Linked DNA regions of Mus musculus: region 2 is linked to region 1. Evidence: chromatin contacts called from public promoter capture Hi-C data. All regions are on one chromosome and are shown on one strand. Each heading gives the region's core, a stretch centred on a gene start, on an enhancer-like site or on the middle of the called end of the contact. The rest is flanking DNA. Distances are from core to core; before and after follow the strand shown.

Region 1 (3,116 bases), core at 205-2,704:
GGCTTTCTAGAAGAGAGGTAGCTCATCCCCTCCGCTCTTCCTGGGAGCACACTTTTCCATCTCCATTTCTTGGAAAACTCATACATCTTAATCACACTCTACAATGTGATTCTCAACCCATCAAGGGACATCTCTAGATAACGATGCCTCTACAGTCTGATTTCAAGAGAATCTTTACTTCCTTAAATAGCCGTGTACTGGAGAGAGCTGTTTCCCATGGCAACCTTTCCCTAAATTGTTCTCAAAACATGCTTATGCAATACACTTTTATTGACTATTTTTATCTAGGCACCTGCTCCATCACTTCTGAGTTAGTCTGACTTTATTCAGAGACAGAAGCTTCTACTCCCATAATAGGGCTTCAATCTTTCCCTCTTCCACTTCTCTTTGACTTTCTGATTATGATGGTTGAGATTCTCATAGGAGGGCCATTTCAGTGAGTACATCTTATATTTCAGGAACATCATTCAAGAGTACAAACATCAGTTTTGGAAAAAAAAATTGTGAACGAGATGATAACTTTAGGAGGAGCACCTAAGTCAAGGGAGGCTCGCACTAAACTTTTTCTAACATGTAAAAGAATTCATTGTCTTTGGAGTTAACTGGGAATAGGGTAGCATGACCCAGGGATTGTGTTTCGGGCAGCATCAAAGTCCTGTCTTGGCAGAGCTAGCTTGTCTGGGAGAATTTACAGTAGTTACCACTTCCTGTAGAAGTGGAGTGCTTTGGAAATGGAAGGAAGGAGGAAGAAGTGACCGGAAGACGAGGGAAGGTCTGAGCATCAGGCCTGCTTCCCTCTTGGTACCTAGACTGCAGCCTTTCATAGTCGCCGCTACTTACTCATAGTCCAGCTGATTTTCCTTCTGTTCTTCCATCGGAGGCCCCTGAAATGTCAGCAGAGATGTGGTTATGAACAGGGGCAATGGATCCATTAATCTCCCAAATAGAAAGTAAATGAACTTGTTTTCTCCCTTCATAGCCCCGGGATGGTCATGACAGACACTCCAGCTCTTTCTGTTCGTCTGACTCTGCATCAGGAAGGGAGGGTGCAGAGATCTGCTGGAAAGAAGTCCAGCAGTTGTCTTGCAAGCAAATGCACCTAGAGGCTGTTTGCCATACTAACGCAATTTGGAAATCTGAACAAAACACTAGAAAGAGACAGAGGTGATCAGTTTTTTTTTAAGTCTCCTTTCTTCATGACCGCTGCTTTCTTAAAGGTCTCAGGGCACAGATATCGGCGTGTCATTGCCCTGGAAAGCCTGGATGTTCCCCAGTCCCCAACCACTGCCAGCTTGGTGGGAAGTTAGTATTAATCAGGGATCAGAAAACCAAGTAGAAAAAGACTCTGTGGCCCTCTCTGCCCTATAACCTCCTCTACAAACTCTACCTCCCTTCTACCGATGTGCTTTGGCTTTCTGATCCTGCCCTAATCAGGAGCTTCTTCTTAAGACTCTCATCTCTTCCCACTGGAACCATCCAATAGAATCTCACAACCTTCCATAGGGTTATGACTCCACAACTGCCACAGGACGGGCAAGCAGCATGTCACCGTGGTGCCATTGGCAACTGGTTCCTGTTATCTTTCCAGTGTTAGAACTTCTGTGGGTGTGTGGACTTTATGGTTAAGTCTGCCCTAAGCATGGACATACTTCAGGGAGTCTGGTTTCTAGGCAGTATAAAGCAACAGTATTCCTTATTATGCCTGTGGCAAACAGCACTTCCTTTGCCCAAGTGGGATGAAGATGGGGAATTTGGTCTTGTGGCCACAGTGATGCCACCATGTGCCCAACTAACAACCCATTCATCCCATGGGAATTGGGAAGTAAAAGTTACCAGTGTCTTCAAGAGGGAGCAGGGCAACCCAAAACACTTATCTTTGTGAGGTGTGTGTGTGTAGGTTGATTTTATTTCATCCAAAGAAAGAATGCGAACATAGGAGCAAGGAAGGACTTTGCAGTTTTAAATCGGATGGTGCAGATAGAGCCACGGAGTTTCCTCGTGTTCGAAAGTAGCGTGCCAATCTGTGAAGCAGCTTCATTCATGGACATGAGAACCTGTGCTGGATAAATGCAGAGACCAGCAGGTAGAGTAATACCATGAAGATCCAGTTTTGCCTGCAGAGGCTTATGGGCACATCCTTGCTATGGTCTGAGTTTCAGAGACTAAGAATCACCCACCAAAGACTAAGAAATTACTAGAGATTTTTGATATTGACAGTAATTCCTGTGATTATCTCGAATTAGCTCCATTATGTCTCCTTTAATGGAAAGTCATTCACATAAAACAAATAATATACATTTTTTTACACCTGAGCACACGTATATGTCAGTGAATTCTCCACAGCTGCTAACTTCTGTATGTGAGTCACAGAAACCTGTCAACTTTCGGGCCTCTACTCAGGACCACAGAGAGGTGATTTGTGAGCCAGACCGACTTCTTAACATACTGAAGTTTCTAGCAAACTATTCGTAAAATTAACCGCCTCTGATGACCCCCATTACCATCTCCTGAAAGAAGGCATTTCATTGCTTTATGAAGCTGTACACAGAAGAGTAATTAACAATTCAGGCCAATGGCTTCTCCCAGGAATTGATGGTAGGGAGAGTTCATTAACCCCAGCTGGTTATAGCTTCGCCAGGAAATGCCCTGGACCAAGGTTATTGCAGCCCTTAATGGATTGGATAGGGACTTTAACTGGGATTAAAATAAAGCCGAGTCTCCTTCCAGGGGAGCCTTTCTCCTTGAGGGGCTACTGAAGCAAGCTGGGTGAGTGGCAGAGCCTCCAGCTTGGGGCCCTGCAGGGATGAAGACAGCAGATTGCTACCAGTGAGAATCATTAAATCAAGGTGGAAACAGGGCCTTGGGGGCAGGTTAAGGTTTTTGATACAAGCCTCTTCCTGCAGACCACAGATGGCTTGATTAACACCCGGTTCAGCATTCTGAGCAGCTGTTCTCCGCGGTAAAGTTTCTATGCCCGCCCTCTCTGGGGGAAGAGTGGCTGAGATCCATTCCTTGTCTCACTCCCTGCTGTCAGAAGCCTCTCTGCCTTTGTGTGCAACTCTGTTGGGAAACTCTTGCCCCATTCTAGGCTGGAGCCCCTGCTGGAGCTGCTGGGC
Region 2 (3,116 bases), core at 407-2,906, 510 kb before region 1:
ACTAGTTTCCACTATCCCTCCTTAGGATATACAATTAGACCATCAGCTCGAAGCCCTTAACAGTACCCCAGTAGTTAAAAATACAGACATTGGATACAGCTTTCAAATATGTTCAGTTGGACCTCCTAGTTTTATGTCATTGTTCAAGCTTCAGTTCTGTCAATGTTTCAATCATAGTCCAGTGGCTCCCCTATCAATGCTTTCTCAAAAGCAATCTATCTCTATAGAGCTGAATTGAAGTTCTTACATTCGCCCAATTGTCTTTTCTCAAGCCTGGTCTGTATCTGTGCCAGCCTAACAGAGAGTCCAGTGGAGAAAATGGTGCCCTCATTCTCAGGAAGGCCCATGTCATGATGACCATAGTCACTGCTCCACATCTAGGCTGTGCTTCTCCCTCGGGCAGTGGTGCTGATCAGTGACACCCAATAGAATCACTAAGAAACTTCCCACACACAGACCCACCCAGAACAATAATCCAGAACCTGCAGCAACGGGCCCCATGTCTCTCTGTGTTCTAATGTCCCCAGGTGATCCTACCACGCAGCCAGCATTACACAACCACTCTAACACCCACATGAGCCACACACACTACTCTTCAGGGTTCGTGTTCTATAAAATGATGCTTCTCATTCTTTGTGCACCCACAGAGGAGCTGGTGATTCTGCATCTTTATGTGGCTGGGCCTTCAATTCTACAGTAAAACAAGCTTTAGGGATGGGCATGGTGATGTATGCCTTTGACTCCAGCACTAAGGAGGCAAACACAGGAAGACCTCTGTGTGTTCGAGGCTCTACCTGGAAGGTCCAGGCAAGCCAGGGCTACATATTGAGATCCTGTCTCACAAGGAAAGAAAGGGAGACAGGAGAGGGGAGGAGGGATAGGAGGGGAGGAGGGATAGGAGGGGAGGGGAGGGGAGGGGAGGGGAGGGGAGGGGAGGGGAGGGGAGGGGAGGGGAGAGGAGAGGAGAGGAGAGGAGAGGAGAGGAGAGGAGAGGAGAGGAGAGGAGAGGAGAGGAGAGGAGAGGAGAGGAGAGGAGAGAAGAGAAGAGAAGAGAAGAGAAGAGAAGAGAAGAGAAGAGAAGAGAAGAGAAGAGAAGAGAAGAGAAATCTCTGACTGGTACACCTGAATCAGACTTGAACACTATGTAGCGGGGACTACAGCATTTTAAAATCAACACCATTGCCACTTTTTCAATGTCTTAATTCATGCTACAAGAAAACTAAGTAGCTGAACAGAAATAAGAATAAAAACTTTCTTTGGATCCACAGTAGTCCCAAGACGAGTACCATATGCACACTCTAGTTGCAAATGGCAGCTTCTCTGGACTCATTTCCTACCCGTGGGAAGCGAAACAGAAAATAACATCGGTTTGCATTTCAGCAGACAGACTTTTTTCCAGTGGGAATAGTCATGAAAAAGAAAAAAACAACCCTCCAGGCTGAGGTCTCTTGCCTAAAGTTCATATTCCCCCTCACCACCACCACTACCACCACCACCACCCGCCCCGGTTTGCCAGGGGTTGGCTGTGGAATCCCTTACGGCTATTTACACGTAAGAACAGAAGAGACATCTTTGCCAAGGGGCTGCACAAAGGGCTACTGGGAGAACAGCCCTGTGTATCTGTGTGACTCAGATCTCATCCCCAGAACAGCGTGGGCTAACTTTCCAAGCAGTGCTTCCATATGCCATGGGTTTGGTTTGAATCTCTTTTCTCTCCCTGGACAGTAGCTTTGGGGCCTAGGAAACATTATTCCACTCTCTTTACTCCTTCCACCCTCAGGCATCCTCCGCAATGCGTGAACACACAAGCCCAGAAAGGGTTTTATTCATCACAGTGCTTGGCACCTTCAGAGCACTGAGTCCTGGCAGTGGTATTTTCTGGGCCTCCCACATCCCGAGTGAAATGGCAAAACTAGCCTCGTTGTCACTCACCAAAAGAACCTGAGTTACAGCAAGGGGACCAAAACCCTTGCTCCCTTCTGCTGCCTTGTGCGTCTAGCAATTGGGGCTCTCCAAGGAATGCAATAGTCATTGCTCCAGATGTGCACATGTGGATGAGAAAGATCAATTCTGAAATCTGAAGTCAGACAAGGCATAGCTGGTTTTCTCCCACTCCAAGGGAAGGGAAGTGTTCCTTGTGACAACAGTTACTTCCTTTTGAGGCCAGGGAAGTACTTCCTTTTGAGGCCAGGAAAGTAAGAACTAAGGACAAGCAGAGTTCCCCGTGAACCCTCTAAAGGAACCCGGGCTTCCAGGGGCATTGACATTTGGCAGGCAACAAAAGTTGGTGAAGGGAAGTGTTCCAGAGGCTTCAATGTGGATGGCAAGCTGCCTGCTTCCTTTGGAGAAAATGAGTTTGAAATCAAGGCATTCAAGCGTCTGCACAGGTAGTCCCTGAGCTAAGGGCAGCAGAGGAGGTGAACTAACTCTGATCCACGCTTCGTTATGGACCCTACCACTGCAGAGACTGGATGCTAGGAGTGCATCTCTGGCAAAAGCTGATAAAGACAGCACAGTGCAGATAACCCTTGAAGTCCCAGTGTCAGCCCCAAAGAGCTGCTTCCAGAGATGGCGAGTGGGTGGACTTCTGGAGACACAGATTCGGCTTTCTAACTTTAGCCTGAACTTTCGAGTGCCTCTCTGCAGTACCAGGAAAAACATTTGGTGTGAAGGAGGCTAAGAATAGCAGCTCAAATCAGAATGTGGAATCAGAGGAGTTTCAATCAGCCATGTGTTCCCTCCTCCCTGGCCTGGCTGGGTCATAAGCAGCGGTGGGGCAAAAGAGTCAGGGCTGAAAGACTTGAGGTTTAGAAACAGAGTGAGGATGAGGAGGTCTGTTGAGCCTCCCAGGGCTGATGCTAAGCGCTTCACATGGATCAACAGACTAAATACTTGCCCCATGCTAGGAATATCTCCAAATCACAGATAGGGAGATTTGACTTAAAAATATCAAGAAAACAATTCAAGGTTAACCCACTGATCACACAGGAGACCCCAGAAAAGAGCAACAAAGTGCAAAGAAACAGAAACAAAAACTAGCCAGCAAAGTACAGGGTTTAATAGGGAGGGGACTTTCAAACACAGAAGGGGACACTACTTGAGGGACATCAGGCTGC

Evidence for each region. Promoter capture Hi-C pulls out the DNA fragments that hold promoters and counts their contacts.
Region 2: a promoter capture Hi-C map of hippocampal neurons shows a contact between it and region 1, with 2.4 times the contacts expected there. The contact joins the enhancer-like site here to the promoter of Tmco5 in region 1. A contact is called at or near these places in 13 of 39 promoter capture datasets (the 3T3-L1 cell line, the C10 cell line, the HPC-7 cell line and 7 more) and 3 of 9 other capture datasets (adipose tissue, liver and macrophages).

Annotation. Positions count from the first base shown.
Region 1 is chr2:116,877,043-116,880,158 of GRCm38.p6, reverse strand. Tmco5 (transmembrane and coiled-coil domains 5) reads right to left here and starts at 1,454. Exons shown (of 12, transcript NM_026104.5): 1 at 1,392-1,454; 2 at 841-884. The coding sequence starts at 875. It overlaps Gm13990 (a long non-coding RNA gene), which reads left to right and starts at 1,512. Exons shown (of 4, transcript XR_374895.4): 1 at 1,512-2,083.
Region 2 is chr2:117,385,766-117,388,881 of GRCm38.p6, reverse strand. No RefSeq gene overlaps it. Among named protein-coding and RNA genes, the nearest start is that of Gm32020, 27 kb to the right of the region's middle. Within about 2 kb of position 1,656, at least 29 of the 459 cell types and tissues checked have an H3K27ac peak or open chromatin away from gene starts, as enhancers often do. A contact at or near this core is called in hippocampal neurons, where this site is marked.